Linked DNA regions of Sus scrofa: region 1 is linked to region 2. The links are chromatin contacts, called in public Hi-C maps. All regions are on one chromosome and are shown on one strand. The core of a region is the stretch at or near the end of the contact, and the rest is flanking DNA. Distances in the headings are between cores, read along the strand shown. Region 1 overlaps PDE7B (cAMP-specific 3',5'-cyclic phosphodiesterase 7B). Region 2 has its middle 45 kb from the start of MTFR2.

Region 1 (3,247 bases), core at 11-2,510, 380 kb before region 2:
TTCAAGAGAGAGAGACAGACAGAGAGAGAATAAATATATTTTATTTTAAAGAATTGGTTCATGTGGAGTTCCCATCGTGGCGCAGTGGTTAACAAATCTGACTGGGAAACATGAGGTTGCAGGTTTGATACCTGGCCTTAGGTTAAGGATCTGGCGTTGCCGTGAGCTGTGGTGTGGGTCGCAGACAAGGCTTGGATCCCACATTGCTGTGGCTCTGGCATAGGCCGGTGGCTACAGCTCCTATTAGACCCCTAGCCTGGGAACCTCCATATGCCACGGGAGCGGCTCAAGAAAAGTGCAAAAAAAAAGTCAAAAAAGGAGTTCCCGTCGTGGCACAGTGGTTAACGAGTCCAACTAAAACCATGAGGTTGCAGGTTCGATCCCTGGCCTTGCTCAGTGGGTTGAGGATCCAGCGTTGCTGTGAGCTATGGTGTAGGTCGCAGACATGGCTCGGATCCTGAGTTGCTGTGGCTCTGGTGTAGGCTGGTGGCTACAGCTCCAATTAGACCCCTAGCCTGGGAATCTCCATATGCCGCAGGAGCAGCCCTTTTAGAAAAGGTAAAAAGCCAAAAAAAAAAAAAAAAAAAGCCAAAAAAATAAAAAGAATTGGATCATGTGATTGTAGAGTCTGGCAGGTCCAAAATTTGAAGGGTGGACCGTCTGGCTAGATATCCAGGGAAAAGTCAAAGCCACAAACCAAGAAAATTGTTTAGTTGGTGAAAAGACCCCTTTGTTTGCCCTCTTTGTTTACCTCTTTGTACTTGATAGAAATCACACTTGATTAGATGATTTGGTTAGCACTGGATGCGTGAAAGAAGTCGATTTATTGGAGTACATTTTGGAGATTTGTAACATCAATAAATAAAAAGTGGATGTTTTCCTGAGCTTTCTGTTGATTTAATTCAAACGCAATGATTTGTTTAATTTAGTTCTCTCTCCCCCTGCTTTGGGTGAGATTTTGTAGTCTCATCAACTACGCTTCTGTTCAGGACAGTGACCTCGTGACTGATGAGGACTGGTTGTCTGTGCTGTGCCTCGCACAAGTATAACACACACCACTCTGTCTCAACACTACGTATGAGAACAATTGCCTTGAAAGATTAATTGCTGCTTTTTCAAAGGTGTTCAAAGAGGAAGCCAAATTCCTATTGCTCCCTTCACCTACCATTTTCACAAGAGGCATTGCACAGGTTGACTCTTACCCCTGGTTGCCCCAAACCGGTGTAAAAGGTCTGGCTTGACTCATGGAGATTGGCTTTGGCTGCTGGGCAAAAGAGCCAAGCCCTAATCCTGATTATTGCATAAGAGCCTTCTGTGTGGTCTCGTGGAAGGAATACTCGGCCAGGAGTCAGGAAATCGGAGATCTGTTCCCAGTCCAGTTTTGAGGGCAAGTGGCAGGGCCAGCTTTGCTGGACTCCAATGGGGCTTGTCAGCCTCCAGCCTTCAGATTTCATTCAGTGCTCCTTAAAAAAGCAAGGCTTTTGAATTCACACATCTTTTGGTTTGAATCTTTATCACTCGTGAACTTCAACTAGTATGTTTACTTCTCTCAGTCTCAATTTTCTCATGTATAAAATGGAGAAATTACCTACATCATTCCACTTAAGTGAAAACTGAATGAAATAATAGACATAGCATTGTACCCTATAGATACAGCATTATGTTTGGCATATAATGATCTCACTTCTCTCCTTTTCCTCTTGGTGCTGATCTCACCATTTTCTTCCCTAACCCACTTTTGAATAATTTTCAGAGAAGAAAATATATAAATTAAGCTGTGTATTATTGGCTAATAAGACATAGTAATTGTTCCTTCCCAAGTATATTGGCATTTCAATAAGGAAAAATGAGAAATTATAGCTACCGTGATCATATTGAGGCAACAGAATGAAACCAATAGGGATTGTGTCTGGAGTCAGGAGAAACTATCCAGGAATTATTTTTATCACAGCATTTTTGACTCAGTCTTTTGAGTTAATCCTTCTAAAACTTAAGTTGCTGGTATTTTGAAACAGGTAGATATCAGGATTGTTATCAGTTACACTTCAGTGTGGTTTAGCTTTTCAGATCCCTTTTCAGAAGGGAAATTTTAATCTGTGTGTGTTGAGGAGAGTAGAATGCAGTTCATACAACCTGGATATTTGAGGAGTTAGGGAGAACAGGAAGATGGGAGATATGAAAGATAACCTGCACATGGTTATACTTGTACCCAGAAGTATAAGAATAAAATAGAGTTACTGGTATAAATAATTTTGAAATGGTTAAAAATGTTAATGCGTAGTATTTTAATTATTCTTTATTTTAAAATTTTCTACTCAAAGGCACAGTTCAATTACCCATAATTATCATTATGCTTCCAAAATGCCCATAGAAAGTCACACATTCCCTTCCTGTTGAACTGTGGCTCTCCAAATCATAGTATTTTCCTAGGATTTTACTGTTTAAAGTTTCATTGCAGTATTTGTGGCAAACTTCTATTGTGTATGGTATTATATGACAACAGCGATGCATCGTGCCTAAAAGCTATAATGACCAGCTATTCTGTGGTCAGTAAAAGGAAATTATATAACATTAGTTGCCAATGTGCTCTTAAGAGAAAAGTCTTCCCATTGCTCTAGCCCACCCCCTGCCCCTGTCACTTGCCACTAATAGTAGGTTTTACAAATAGGTTGAGAGTAAGTGGACCCTGGAGTACTATTCTCTGTACCCCAAAACCATGCCCAACCCTTCCGCTTGGTTATTTCAAATCAGTGGTGGGCACGTTTTGGTGTATTTAACTCCCACACAAATTTACTCTGTTCCATCACTATGTGTGTCTAGGCCCTCTCAATCTAGGCACTTTCTTTATTACTTCATTTACATAAAACATTTGAAAAAAGAATAGTTTGACCCAAGATATAGGTTATCTTGAACTTTCCCATCATGTTCATTCTGTTGGTGGTAATTTTTTTTTCAACTTTGAAGCAATTATTATTTAAAATAAATGAGATGACAGCAATGGTTACTATGTCTTTGTCCCTTTGAGTTTTACCCTTCACATCCACTTCTCTTTCACAAGTAATTGGCTTTCAAATAAAATCTGTACTACTCCCCATTGGAGAAGTAGCCACTCCTCCAGGAAGACAAGACCCAGCCCTCCATCAGCCAGCGCTGGTCACGTGCTTGCCCTGACCCTGTGTCTGGCTTGTGTTGCCCATGATTATGGCTCTTGCTGGCAGCTCAGTGTCACACGGCTCAGAAAGCAGAA
Region 2 (3,172 bases), core at 518-3,017:
CTAAAAGATGGTTTTAAGTATTCCTTGGGGGAAAAAATGGCTTCGCAACCAAAGAAGTCTGAGAAACAATGGATTAAACACCCAGGTTTCTCTCCTGTACACTTCTCAGAACCACAGTTCCAACAAGACGATAGAAATGATATTGTTTGGATCTAATAATGTTGGTTTCATTATCATGAAGCTTTCCTTGACCACATCAACCTAGAATGCTCTCTCCATTTACCATTTTCTCTCTTCGTTTTTTATTTGCTTTAGTTTTGTTAGTGATTACTAGTAACTCATTATTATTGATATATGTGTGTATTTTCTGCCCAACTTGAGACACAGTATAACACTGTGGTTAACTGCCTGGCTTTGCACTTGATTTCACCACATACTAGGTGTCTGACCTTGGGCAAACTTCCAAATGCTTTGTGCCTCAGTGTCTTCATTGGTAAAATGATGATAAAAATATCTATTTCATAGAGTTTCTGAAGAATGAAAGAGTTCATGCATCTAAAGCACTTGGAACAGTGCCTGACAGACAGAAAGCACTCAGTAAGTATTAGCAAAAACCACCATCTCCCTTGACCCCTGATCCGTAAGTTCACTGATAACAAGAATACTACCTTTTTTCATATTTTCTCCATAATGTATAGTATAAGAGGTGCAAAACAAATATTTCTTAACGGAAGAACGCATTTTTGATTGATAAATTGAAAATCATATCAGAACAATAGGTTAACATTTAAATCCAAAAAAATTCCAGTTGGAACAATAATTGTGTCTCAATACTTGGCACGCAGATGTTGTTTTTCAATATTGCTAATTTCTGTGTGGGGAACTTACATTGTTTCTAGGAACATGACTGAGGAAACCAGCAGATTTTCTCCTCCTAGTTTATGAGCCTCCTCTTCTGAGTGGTGAGCGCAAAGATTATTCCCCAGAAGGACTTAATGCCCAGAGAGTTCTAGGTTTTTTTTGTTTGTTTGTTTTTTATCCAAATGGAAAAGAAACGTACAGAAACACCACTAAATTGCTTCCTTTGCAGAGCTAATAAAAGTCTCCTGTTGTAATACACAATCCAAGAAAAGACAGAGATAAATCCCAATCCTCATCTTTAAAAAAACAGCATTGGAGCAGCAGATGAGTCTCCTATTTTATCTTTGTTTCAAATACTTAAGATCACACATGAGTGACTCCTGCTTTTTCTCCCAGTATGCAATTACCTGTGTGTTGTTTCAGTTGTCAACAAGGTAAGCCTAATGGACCAAAATGAAGGGTCAGTTCTTGGAGTTATTTATTCCTTCCTACTTCCCACGGCTATATTTTTATTTGCACCTTTCTAACCCGAGAGTCAGACTTGACATTTCAATGGACTCTCCTCCACATTTGATGAAAAATAACATATAAATGAAAACGAAATACCCAGAGTGCCATATACTAGGATAAGTGAAAAATATATTCTAGACTTGCAGACAAATTTTCAAGTGTTAACCTGACTGACTTGGAGAAGAACAAAAAGTTCTGCCAGATCTTTCCTCAGGTTATGTAACACAGTCTGAGATATTTCTTAGACACTTCTCCTGACTTTGGTTATTAAAAATGTATTAATCATCCCACTAAAAGCTTACCCCCCAAAATATCATCTTGCAACTGAAGGCTTCATTATCTTAAACTCTAATGGGAAGTTTGAGTTGTTTTCTCATTCTGATCAACTTTGGCTTCAACAGCAGGTTTCCGCTCCCTAAGCACGCCACGTAAGGAATGTTGAATGTCTGACTCCACCAACCCATGTAAGAGGCAGGCAGGCAGGCACAGGCCATTGCCCCAGTGCTAACTACCCAGTGAACCCCGGAGGCCCCATGCCAGCGTCTGAACAGGACGAGATGAGAAAAACAAGGGCTGCGTGTGGGCCTGAGAGTTTGAGTCTTGTACAAATGTCATGGAAAGGTGCCTTGGGCTGGGAGGCGGGGTAATGATTTTTCTTTAACATGAGAAGGAAAGAAGCATTTAAGGAAGACTAACCAAGCTGAAACAAAATTACTACTCCCCTCCTGTATTCCTTTCCTTGGGCTGCTGTAACAAATCATGACAAACTTTGTGGCTTAAAACAACAGAAATTAGGAGTTCTGGTGTGGCTCAGCAGGTTAAATATCCAGTATTGTCACTGCAGGGCCTGGGGTTGCTGCTGTGGTACCCCAAGCCCTGCAGTAACAATCCTTGGCCCAGGAAATTCTGCATGCTGCTGGTGCATTTAAAAAATAAAATAAACAATAGAAATTTATTCTCTCACATACTTAAAAGTTGAAGCCTGAAACCAAGGTGTTATCAGAGCCCTGATCCCTTCCAGGGAAGAAACCTTTCTTGCCACTTCTAGCTTCTGATGGTTTCCAGCAATCTTTGGTGTTCCTTGGGTTGTGGCAACGTAACTCCAATCTCTGCCTATGTCTTCCATGGCCTTCTTCCCTATGAGTCTTTCCTGAGTCCCTTCTCTGTTTTCTCTTCTTATAAAGAAACCAATCATGGAATCAAGATCCACCCTAATCTAGTCTGATCTCATCTTATTAAATCTACGAGATCCTTTTTCTAAGGAAAGTCCCATTCCAAGGGTCTAGATGGACATGAATGCTGGGGGGTTGCTATTCAGCCCAGTACACCTTGACCCCCTCATGCATCCACCATATGCTTTACCTCTCACGGCATCATCCTAATCTCACACACACACACACACACACACACACAGAGTACATGCATATCTTCCAGAATTCCCCTGATATGGAACAGATTGCTTCAGGTTTGAGATATGGCTATTTTTGTATATTTGGAGGGAAAGTCTGGAGAAGTCGTACAAGAAGGAAGATCAAAAGCACATCTTCATTTCTTTCTCCTATATTCTTTCCTTACTAATTCATATCTGTCTCAGGGGAAAAAAAAAAAAAAAGTCTTAAAAACCCCACTGGAATCTGCCATCTGGAGATGGCAATGTAAGTCTTGTGCCATATTTCAACTTCTTCACTCTCTCATCATTATTGTTCCAGATGCTCTAATGCATTTATTCACTTATTCTTTTAGAAGCAAAGTAATATGATGCAAGGACAGGCCCAGGAGGGTCATGGGAGTGGGTAGCTTCAGGAATGTGGAAGAGAAAGTCAATGTATATAAGGAACAAAAAGAACCTCACAGCTCATGA

The links. A called contact is a pair of places that touch in the nucleus more often than the background predicts.
Region 1: a contact with region 2 is called in a Hi-C map of skeletal muscle, with 3 times the contacts expected there. The contact joins two enhancer-like sites. A contact is called at or near these places in 1 of 47 Hi-C or Micro-C datasets (skeletal muscle) and 1 of 2 datasets of contacts at active chromatin or transcription factors (skeletal muscle).

The regions. Positions count from the first base shown.
Region 1 is chr1:28,333,009-28,336,255 of Sscrofa11.1, reverse strand. The region is part of intron 2 of PDE7B (cAMP-specific 3',5'-cyclic phosphodiesterase 7B); the gene reads left to right. Among named protein-coding and RNA genes, the nearest start is that of PDE7B, 91 kb to the left of the region's middle. Within about 2 kb of position 1,260, at least 2 of the 83 cell types and tissues checked have an H3K27ac peak or open chromatin away from gene starts, as enhancers often do. A contact at or near this core is called in skeletal muscle, where this site is marked.
Region 2 is chr1:27,951,761-27,954,932 of Sscrofa11.1, reverse strand. It overlaps a transcript of MTFR2 not described here. Among named protein-coding and RNA genes, the nearest start is that of MTFR2, 45 kb to the right of the region's middle. Within about 2 kb of position 1,767, at least 4 of the 83 cell types and tissues checked have an H3K27ac peak or open chromatin away from gene starts, as enhancers often do. A contact at or near this core is called in skeletal muscle, where this site is marked.